Regions from separate parts of the Sus scrofa genome. Here region 2 is linked to region 1. The links are chromatin contacts, called in public Hi-C maps. All regions are on one chromosome and are shown on one strand. Each heading gives the region's core, a stretch centred on a gene start, on an enhancer-like site or on the middle of the called end of the contact. The rest is flanking DNA. Distances are from core to core; before and after follow the strand shown.

Region 1 (5,199 bases), core at 1,046-3,545:
GAAGACCCCAGTGTATAGGTCCAGATTCTGTCTCAACTCCCTTCCCTGGGTTTCCTAACTCTCCTGGTCCTCTTAGCCATCCTTCCTTCTCACTACTCTTTCTGTTTCAAATTTCTCTCTCTCACCTCAGAACACCCAAGCAAAACCCTGCCTAGTTAGGGCCTCTTCTTGCCTCATCTCCATCTTCTCACCAGCTTAGTCTCAAACCCCTGTAGTCTTCCATCCATCTGTTCCAGTTGGCAAACACTGTCAAATCCACCAGAATTTGTCTCCCCTCTGACTGGACCTGTTGACTGCCCCTATCCAGCTGACCACTTCTCTCCAAAAGCTCCTCTCCTTCTCCTGGGAAACCATATTCCTACTTTTCTTCTGCAGCACCTTCTCTGCTTTCTCTCTTTTTTAAGGGCCGCACCTGTGGCATATGGAAGTTCCCAGGCTAGGCGTCCAATCAGAGCTACAGCTGCCGGCCTACACCATAGCCACAGCAACCCAGATCTGAGCCTCATCTGCGACCCACACCGCAGCTCAGTGCAATGCAGGGTCCTTAACCCACTAAGCGGGGTCAGGGATGGAACCGCATCCTCATGAATACCAGTCAGGTTCATTACCACTGAGCCACGAGGGGGATCTCCTGATTTCTCTGTTAATGTGACCTGGACCCACTTTTCCTATTCTCCTTACTCAGTCTCAAGGATTGCACTATGAGAACCACATGCACGATGCCCATATCCCTCTTATTTTCAAAAGTCCGATGAGCATCTTCTCTGAAACAACCAGCCTGCCATCTCAAATACCACCACCATCTCCCTCCTAAACGTGGGCCACTTTAGTCTTTTCCATCTCAGTGGCACACCCACTCCCCAAGGCGTTGTCCTCACGGTGTTGGACTTGGCCCCCACCCGGGGCTCCGTGGGCAGTTTCACTGGCGTGGTGTCCGTGACCCGGGTGACCGCCGCGCGCCGCAGCTCCTCGGGCTGCACCGGGCTGATGGTGACGAAGTCGCGGGGCCTTGGGCCAAGAAGTTGAGTGCGGGCGGAGGCTGGCCTGGGACCCGGGGCCGCGGCCAGCTTGAGGCGCAGCGTACGCAGGAAGCGGCGCAGGCGGTCTGGAGGGCAGTCGGAGAGCAGCAGCTGCACAGCGCCGGCCGGGGAAGCGCCATAGGCCGGGAGCCTTAGAGTGCTGCGCCCCATCGCTGCGAAGCGCGTGAAAAGGCGCGCAGCGCGCAAGGGGAAGCAGCGCGGCCGCCCCGCGGGTCCCGGCGCCTTCAGCCTAAGCATCAACTCCCGGCGCTCGTTACGACCCAGGCTCAACTCCGCGGTGCGTAGCGCCTGGCGCCTTCGCGGCTGCCCTCCCGGGCTCAGCTCTTCCACAGCCACGCGGCACCGTAGCTCCGCGTCCTCGCTTTCTGCTGCCGCTGCCTGGGTGCCCGACAGCATTGCCATCGCCTCTGCGGGTCTGTAAAAAGACCGGAGCTCAGGGGTCACGGGGACTCAAGGAATATATCATAGGTTGTATAGAAGCCGTGACGGGGAGCCCGGTGAAGGCCACATAGGGTCACAGAGGCTGTCACTGGTAACACAAAGAGGTCACGGAAATGGTAAAAGGGCCCTAGAGTAAACCGGATTTTCTCTTAGAAATTACTACCCTACACAATAATTTCCAGGGCAGCGGATGGGCAGCGTCAATTGCATCCAGCATTGGAGAACCGCAGCTGTCCGCCAAGTGCCACAGAAGGGAGCCCTGGAACGGAAAAGAAGCCTGCTTCCAAGAGACCCATAGGCGGACACGAGAATCCTGAGTCCTGTCCTTAAGAAGCCAGAGACTTTCACGTTGAGGAGGTGAACAGGAAACATACTCCCTAATAAGCGTCTTATGTCTTCCAGGTACGTTCACTAGTTTACATGCGGCCAAGCAGGTCTCACTCTTCTCCGTGTACAGAAGTGGAAAACAGGCTGAGAGAGGCCACAAGGGGTGGTAGGAGTCAGGGCTCGTGTGATTCTGAAGCCCTGGCGCTTCCCATCTTCAGGGTAGGGATAGAGTAGAGAATCTTTGGTTAGGGAAATCGCAGAGGGACCCTGGGGTGCGGGAATCCATTCTCCCTCCGTCTGACCCACTCGTGTGCACCCTCCCGGCAGGGACCCCTTGAAGAAGAAGGTTCTCTGCCTCCCACCTCTGGCATCCGAGTGAACACTCACTTGCGACGGACAAGCTGAACAGAGCCGGCATGCACGCAAAGGTAGGACACTGGGAACTTTCAAATCCTGGGAGTAGAGAATCACCCTATCATCGGCCGGATCTTTAAATTTTCCAGCCAATCATAGACAGCGGGCGTGGCAACGGGCGTGTCTTTGGGTGTCTACTCTTGGAGCCTGGGCTGTACCAATAGCACGCCGGAGGGAGAGGCTTATTGTGCTGGCGGAGCGTACCAAGTCGCGCGGACAGGTAGGAGTAGGGGGAGGAAGAAGTGAGCGCATCCGGGCGGCGCGTGGTGTTGTGTGTCTGACTTATTTTCAAGCCTCCAGCACACTCTCCTTCCTCCGCTTTAAGCCCTCACACAGCAGCTGAACTTGGCCTTGGGGAAGAGCTGCCTTTGATCCCTCGCATTCCTGTTTACATTTATAGGACCGTTTGCTCATTTCTGGGCAAACCACATCCCTCCACCGCCTGTTGCTACTGCTGTCTCTGTCTGCCCCGAAACTTTCTACACTTCCTCTGCCCTTGTAAGCGTCGTTTTACGTATTCGTCCTTCCCATCCGGCTGAGGGCCAACAGTGTAGAACTCAGACCTGTGGCCGGATGCTCAAGAGTACAAGGGAAGTGAATGAGCCTCTGTTTTCAGGGAATCAGTAATCCCTCTTATTGCTCTGGCTGCTCAGGGAATTTATTTATTTTTTATTTTTATTTTATTTTTTTGTCTTTTTGCCATTTCTTGGGCTGCTTCCCACAGCATGTGGAGGTTCCCAGGCTAGGGATCCAATCGGAGCTGTAGCCGCCGGCCTATGCCACAGCCACAGCAACACGGATCCGAGCTGCAACTGCGACCTACACCACGGCTCACTGCAACGTCAGATCCTTAACCCACTGAGCAAGGCCAGGGACCGAACCCGCAATCTCATGGTTCCTAGTCAGATTCGTTAACCACTGAGCCACGACGGGAACTCTGGGAATTTATTTTTAATTATCTTTTTTTCTCCTCATTAAATCTTGGAATGACAGAGCTGGAAGGGATCTTACAGGTGAGTCAGCCCCCTCATTTATTGAATTGCCCCCATTTTTCAAGTGAGGAAACCAAGGCTCCAAGAAGTTTGTTTGTTTGTTTGTTTGTTTGCGGGGGGAGTCTGTACCCACTGTATATGGAAGTTCCTGGGCCGGTGATCCAAACCCAGCTGCAGCTGTGAACTATGCTACACCTGCAGCAATGCTGGATCCTTAAGCCACTGTGCCACAGTGGAAACTCCGTTTAGACTATTTTTAAGTGCACAATTCATTACCTTTAAGAACATTCAGGGAGTTCCCTTTGTAGCTCAGTGGTTAATGAACCCGACTAGGATCCATGAGGATGTGAGTTGGATCCCTGGCCTCGATCTGTGGGTTAAGGATTGGGCATTGCCATGAGCTGTGGTGTAGGTCGCAGATGCGGCTCGGATTCCGCATTGCTGTATATGTGGCTGAGGCCGGCAGCTGTAGCTCCAATTGGACCCCTAGCCTGTGAACTTCCATATGCCGCCGGTGTGGCCCTAAAAAGAAAAACAGACAAACAAAAAACGTTCAAATGTTGTACAACCATCACCACTATCTCCAGAAAAGTTTCATTATTCTCAAACAGAAACTTTGTACCCATTAGACAATAACTCCCTTCCCTAAGGTTGTCAGATCTAAAGGTGACAAATGACTCTTGTAAACAAAAAAACAAACAAAACCCTCAAGTGAAATGGAAGCATAGAAGTAAAAGGTGGAGTTCACCCTCATTTTTTATTATTAAAGAAAAATACACACCATTAAAAAAAAAAAAAGACAATGACCCCCTGTTCTCTCTCCTTTCAGCCTCTGGTACTCTCAACATTTTATTCTGAAAATATTCCAACATGTTTATGCTTACCTTTTATTTTTTATCTTTTTAATGACTGAACCCACAGCATATAGAAGTTCCAGGGACAGGGGATGAATCCGAGCCACAGATGCAAATTATGCTGCATCTGTGGCAACGCTGGGTCCCTTAACCCACTGCGGCGCAGTAAGAACTCCTTACTTTTTAATTTTTATTATTTTTATTTATTTTTGGCCACCTGCAGTGGCTTGATGTGGGATATCAGTTCTCAGATTACGGATGGAACCCCAGGATGAAGCGATGAAAATTCTGCAGTCCTAATCACTAGACCACCAAGGAACTCCCAATTTCTTACCCTTTTTCCCCCCTCCTTTTTATGGCCGCACCTGCGGCATATGGAAGTTCCCAGGCTAGGGATTGAAGCAGCGATGCAGCTGCCGGCCTACACCACAGCCACAGCAGCGCGAGACCTGAACCATGTCTGCAACCTACAGCACTGCTCACCGCCGATCCCTAACCCACTGAGAGAGGCCAGGGATCAAACTGGCATCCTCATGAATACTAGTTGGGTTCTCAACCAGGTGAGCCACAGCAAGAACTCCAGGAACTCTATGCTTTAATTACTTTTAATTAAGTACCAAGTGAGAAATTGCTGGGTCACGGACTTTATACTTAGTTTTATATGATACTGCAAGGGCTTTTTCCAGAGTGGTTATATGCCCACCAGGTTAACAGCGAGTTTTTATAGGGAAAGGAATCTGATATGCAATCTGATATTGCCCGGCGCTGGGTTAACGGTCCTCAGGCTCCGCCCTCCTCCCTGCCCCAGAGCCACCGGGCGTCATCTGGGTCCTGATTGGCCGGTGGAGGAGGGAGGCGGAGCCAGAGGGACTCCTCTCTTCTGTGGGCGGACTTCCTCTCGGCTTTGGGCAGTCTTCGCATCAGCAGGTGTTCTGCTCGGTGCTGCCGCCATTGGGTCAATTCCCAGTGAAGTGCAGCATTGCTACCCCATCTCCTCGGTTAAATCCAAAGCCTAGCTTTAACACAGGCTGTCAGGAAGAACCGATTTTCTTCATTATGAAATTGCCTCCTCCAGAACTCTTCCTATACTGGCAGTGTCAGTCCAGTCCCCGGCTCATTAAAAAAAAAAAA
Region 2 (5,199 bases), core at 1,975-4,474, 110 kb before region 1:
AAATTACCAACACACTAAGCAAGGGCTCTGGAAACAAGCAAGCCTGTTTTGCCACTTAGGTATCTGGAAGGAATCTTCAAAGTTAAGTGAACCCGCGTCTCTCTTTTTCACATGTAAGCTCACTGACAAAGTCAGAACTAGGACTCAGGTCTCTCAACCTCACAGCCATGAAGACCCTTTCGTGTTGGTCCCAAGTGCGCTTCTCTCAGGGTTCAGCCTACAAAGGCAGTGAGGACAGTCCAGTCTGGAGGACTCCAGAGAAGGCCTGCTGAGAACACACAACTTTCCAAACCCAACTGAGGAGACAAAAAAAACACTGGAAAAGAAAACTCCATCTCACAAAGCCCTGGGGTTTCCTGTAGGTTTCTCTGCTTCCCTGCACCCCTGCACTTCATGGTGCCTTCTCATACCTGCGCTCTATCCTCAGCACACACAGCCGTCTTTACCACAAGTAACACCTTTTGCACCCAGTGTCCATGTATACATCCACCTCCACCTCCTCAGTTCCAGAGGGGCTGGTTTAGAGAAGATGAAATAAGAGGGGACTGCTGCAACGGGCGATGTACATGGAAAACAGAGCAACACAATGGGATGGTAAAGACAGCTTGGCAGGTGGGGGTCATGGGTCAAACAGGACTACAACAAACCAGGAAATGAATAGTGACTTTTCTTTCTGCACCTAGGGAAGAAATGGGGGTGTGGGAGCTAAGAGTCTGAGAATTAAGAAAATGGCTCATGGCTGAGAAGTGAGTAACTTGAGGTAGTAGAATTAAAGAGGCTATGGCAGGTATCTTAGGTATTTCTGGATAGCACTTGGGAGAGAAAGACTAAGAAATCCCTGAAAAAGACAAGACCCTTTTCTGCAGAGAAAGGGCTGATATCCACTCAAGGAGTATGATGAGAAGGGTCTTCTGGGAGGAGGGGAGGGGAGGCAGTGTTTCTCAACCCTGGTTGCCCATTAGAGAACGCTTTAAAAATACATATCAACAGAGTTCCCGTCGTGGCACAGCAGAAACAAATCCGAACGAGGAGGTTGTGGGTTCGATTCCTGGCCTCACTCAGTGGGCTAAGGATCCAGCGTTGCCGTGAGCTGTGGTGTTGGTCGCTGATGTGGCTCGGATCTGGCATTGCTGTGGCTGTGGCGTATGCCGGCAACTGCAGTTCGGATTCGATCCCTAGCCTGGGAACCTCCCTATGCCTCGGGTTCGGCCCTCAAAAGACACAAAATAAAATAAATTTTTTAAAAAGATTAAAAAAAATACATATTAATAGGCAGGCCCCCACCCTAGGCTAATTACAGCAGATTATTGAAGGTGGGGCCCAGGTGACTGATTTTTCACCTGTGCAACCAGGGTTGAGAAACACTGAGATACAAGAAAAGCTGAAAACCCAGCTGGAAAATTTAAAGAGGCTGCTGTTAAAGGAATGGGAAATGGCAAGTTAGAGACCATTTCTGTAAGAAGGGCACCTGAGTTTGAAAGGAAACTTGAGTGGTAGTTAGATCTCTATGTGAAGAAAAGCAGTAAGAAGAGCTATGTTTGTAAGAGGAACTAAAGCCCAGATTTGGATAGGCCATGGCACAATTTAAGGAAGATTTGCAGGGAATGGATCTGCTTGCAAAACAATGAGGCCCAAGTGAGGAGCAGAAGCCATAAGGCCAAATCTGGAGACAAAGGGTCTGGAGGGGGAAACTAATGAGCTTCAGACTCATTTTGGAGCAGGCAGCAACAAGTTTTGGGGAAAAATGAGGAAGAGAATTAGAACCCAAATTGTAAATAAAAGTCATTCTGATGTATAAGCAGCAGCTGGGGTTAAAAATTGTAGAGAATTGGAACATTAGGAAACAATTTCTCACTGAAGATTTAGGGACAGAAACATGGGACATGCTTGAGGCATAAATGCAGGACAAGGGCTACTTTGGAGGAAAAGAGGAAAGGTAGAGAGAGGGAAACTGAATAATGAATTCTGCCTAGTTTGGGCAGGGGAGAAGTACATGTGAAGTAAGCATATGTGAAGCAAGCTGTTTCAGAAAGATGTGCAGTCTTTCTCTCCAATTAATAAGGGAGGGCTGGGTAGGGTTTTGAGGAAACATGAAAGGTCCAGTGAGCAAAGTATGGGGACTGATTTGAAAGCACTGGAGGTACTGGGAAAGAGGTATAGGGAAAAACGCAGGGTGGGCTGAATTCTGTAACCTAATATTCTAGCGATGCGGATCGGTTAAGATGAGAAGAGTATAAGAAAAAGTGAGAAAAAGTAGTTAAAAGGTAGGAGTGTTTAGAAGAGTGTTGGGTGGAAGACATCATTAGGGAACAGGATGGAGAACATGAGTCAAACCCAAAGTGTTTGAGAAATAAAAAGAATGAGATTGGGAGACAGGGGGCATGGGCCCAAATGGGAAAAGGGTGTGGAGGGAGGGCTGGAGGGAAAAGAGGAAGCTGCAGTGAGGGGCCAAGGGGAGGACTAGGCATCACTGTAAAGACTGCGAGGCCTGGGGAGGTGGGGGCCGGGGAGGGGGGTGACAGGTGGGGGGGCTGGGTCCAGTTGAGAACTGAAGGACGGAGCTTTGGGGGGGTGATAAAAGAGGCGTCTGGTTGGAAGGTGCAGTTTGAATTAGGGAAGGGGATTCAGAGGGAAGGGTGAAGTGACTTAAAAGGGGAAGGAAGATTTGGGGAGATGGGAAACAATCTGGGGAATTAGGAATGAGAGAAAAAGCACGGTTCGGTGGGGCAGAAAGGAAATAGGGACTGGATTGGAAGACTGGGTCCCGGTTTGTGGGGGCTTTTACGGGAGGAGGAAGCCCGGATGAGGGGGATGGGCCGGGCTGGAGGGAGGGGGGCTAAAGGACGGAAGGAGGCCCAGCTGCGAGGCTGGGGCTCAGACTGGGGTGGCTGAAGTAGGGAAGGGACTCAGTGGGGGCTTGATGGTGCCCTCTGGAGGAGGGCCGGGGACCCGCTGGGTGGTGGGGAGAGGAGGCCCTCTGGAGCAGACGAGGGGAGGATGGGGGCGGGGAGCCTGGGCCGGGCCGTTACCTGTCCTGGGTGTTTATCATCCTCGGCGGCTCTGCTCAGGGTGGGAGGAGGCGGCGCAGGGAGTGGGTAGGTGGATGAGTGGGTGGGTGTGGGGTCACGCGCGCGCGCGCGGGGCCGATCTGTGCGGGCTAAGTCCCTGTCAGGCCGCGGGCCCAGAGCCCTCCTCCTTGCCTCAGCGAGCGCCTGCCTCCAACTGACCCTCCCCGGCCGCCGCCGACGCTGCAGCAACCGCCCCGCCCCCAAGTGCCTCATCTACATAGCCCCACCCCAGCGCCGCGCGGTGTCCTGGGAAACTGGGGCCCACAACAAAGGGCAAAGCACCGCCCCGCCTCTGCGCAGGCGCGTCAAGCCGGTAGCGGAGTCAGGGCAGCGCCAGGGCCTTAGGGGAAGCAGCGTGTAGAAGGGATCGTGCCCCAGGCGGTGTCGTGGTGGAGATGGCTGGGCGAGCCGTAGGATGTTTCATTTCAAGTAGAATTTATTGGGCATTGGCTTCACCCTTGTTTGCGTGGGGTTTAGCAGGGCTGTGACACTTATAGGCCCTGGGAAGCTATTAAACAAAACAAAATCGTTAATCTAAGATTAATACACATATATTAGTGTCATTCTAGGCTAAGGCCAAGCCCTGAGATCTCCATTACCTCCGCTCACAGTGCAGATCAATAACTTAAACTGTCAGCTAAGATCAGCAATATCTTCACCTTAAAAACATATCTCAGGCCAAGGGTTAAGGCCTTACACGGGCTGGTGGTCATCTAATGCCAAGTGGCTGTGGATCAGGATCATAGTCACCTGACAGTAGTGGTGGAAGGCACCAACACTGCCATGTTTACAAGCACTTCATATCACAGTCATGCAAGATTACTAATCGACAGTCACTATCCCTGCTGGTCCTTATCACAGATCAGTGCCAACAGGTCACAATCACTGGTATGCAGACCCCTCAGATCACAGTCACTGCAGGCTGCAATCACAGGCACTTCAACAAAATCAGCTTTTGACTCTGTTCACAGTCAACTCACAAGAGAGGTCACGTTATCTCAGATCATAATGGGTTACTGTCACCTCAAACGCCATTCATTCATTTAGTCAACAAGTAATTTTTGAGCAGCTACTTACTATGTGCTTCAGGCATGTGGTAGAGTCCAGGAATACTCAGTGATCAACTAGGCAAAGTTCCTGCCTTGGATGTCACAATCTGATCCGAGGGAGGGACACAGAGAGGCCATCATACTATGAGGTAAGTGCTCAATCTGAGGGAGGCCACAGAGAAAGCAACTAGGGAATTAAGGATGGCTTCAAAGAAAGGGTGGTCACAATCATTCCAGATCAAAGGTCACTCTGACTCCAGCTGAAAACAGCCCCATGTCACAAAAGTGCCACATAGAGCCGTCTCAGGACCTCTACTTGACAAACAATGTGCTTTTGGTTTTTGGATGATGATAAATCAGGGATGGAAGATGGGTTGGAGCTGCCAAACTAAGTCAAAAATTGAAGTGGTAAATGATACCAGAACTGCCCAGATTATCACTAGACATAAAAGCAAGACTAGTCCCATGCTCTGGCTCATTTTAGATCATCTATGTTGTCCCCAAGGGACTGTCCCTACCTGATTTTCCCATTTCAAGCCAGGTGTGTTCTTACATTAGCCCACAGCAGAACTAAACAATTACATCTAGCCCTGACCGATCCCGTCTAATTGTCCCAGAGACCTGGGCAATCTTCCTGTTCCCCAAGGAAGATGGGGTGGCTCACTTCTGCCAGCCCATCCCTGGATGAGTGACCCATGGCCTGAAGGACAGTTTTTGAACAGCCAGCAGATGCTAAATCACTGTGTCAATAAAAGCCACATTTACTGAGCATCATGCTGAAGCATGAATTTGTACAACAGTTCCCCCACGTCCATTTTACAGATGAAAAGAATTAAAACTCAGGGAGACTATGCCAACGAATATTTTCGAGGGCCTATATATACCAGCCAAGTTAATTTATTTGTTTTAATTCAAAGCCAGTAAGTGGTAGAGTTAGAATTTGTACCTGGGGTATTGCCTGATCCTGTGCTCTGTCTGTATTCACATGGTGTAGTGACAAGGTGTCTGCCACAACTTACTACTTGAAGGAGTGACCACCTTGATGGGTGCCTGGCCAGCCAGTGAAAAATTCACAAAAATGG

Evidence for each region. Hi-C and Micro-C count contacts between places; a contact is called where the count stands out from the background.
Region 2: a contact with region 1 is called in a Hi-C map of liver, with 2.8 times the contacts expected there. The contact joins the promoter of OAZ2 here to the promoter of PIF1 in region 1. A contact is called at or near these places in 2 of 5 promoter capture datasets (fetal liver and liver), 7 of 47 Hi-C or Micro-C datasets (blood, embryonic fibroblasts, heart right ventricle and 3 more) and 2 of 2 datasets of contacts at active chromatin or transcription factors (alveolar macrophages and skeletal muscle).

The regions. Positions count from the first base shown.
Region 1 is chr1:107,215,676-107,220,874 of Sscrofa11.1, reverse strand. It overlaps PIF1 (ATP-dependent DNA helicase PIF1), which reads right to left and starts at 2,295. Exons shown (of 11, transcript XM_021093760.1): 1 at 2,196-2,295; 2 at 879-1,455. The coding sequence starts at 1,442. LOC110260912 (a long non-coding RNA gene) reads left to right here. Exons shown (of 3, transcript XR_002344495.1): 3 at 1,664-1,799.
Region 2 is chr1:107,323,250-107,328,448 of Sscrofa11.1, reverse strand. OAZ2 (ornithine decarboxylase antizyme 2) reads right to left here and starts at 3,224. Exons shown (of 5, transcript NM_001301326.1): 1 at 3,030-3,224. The coding sequence starts at 3,049.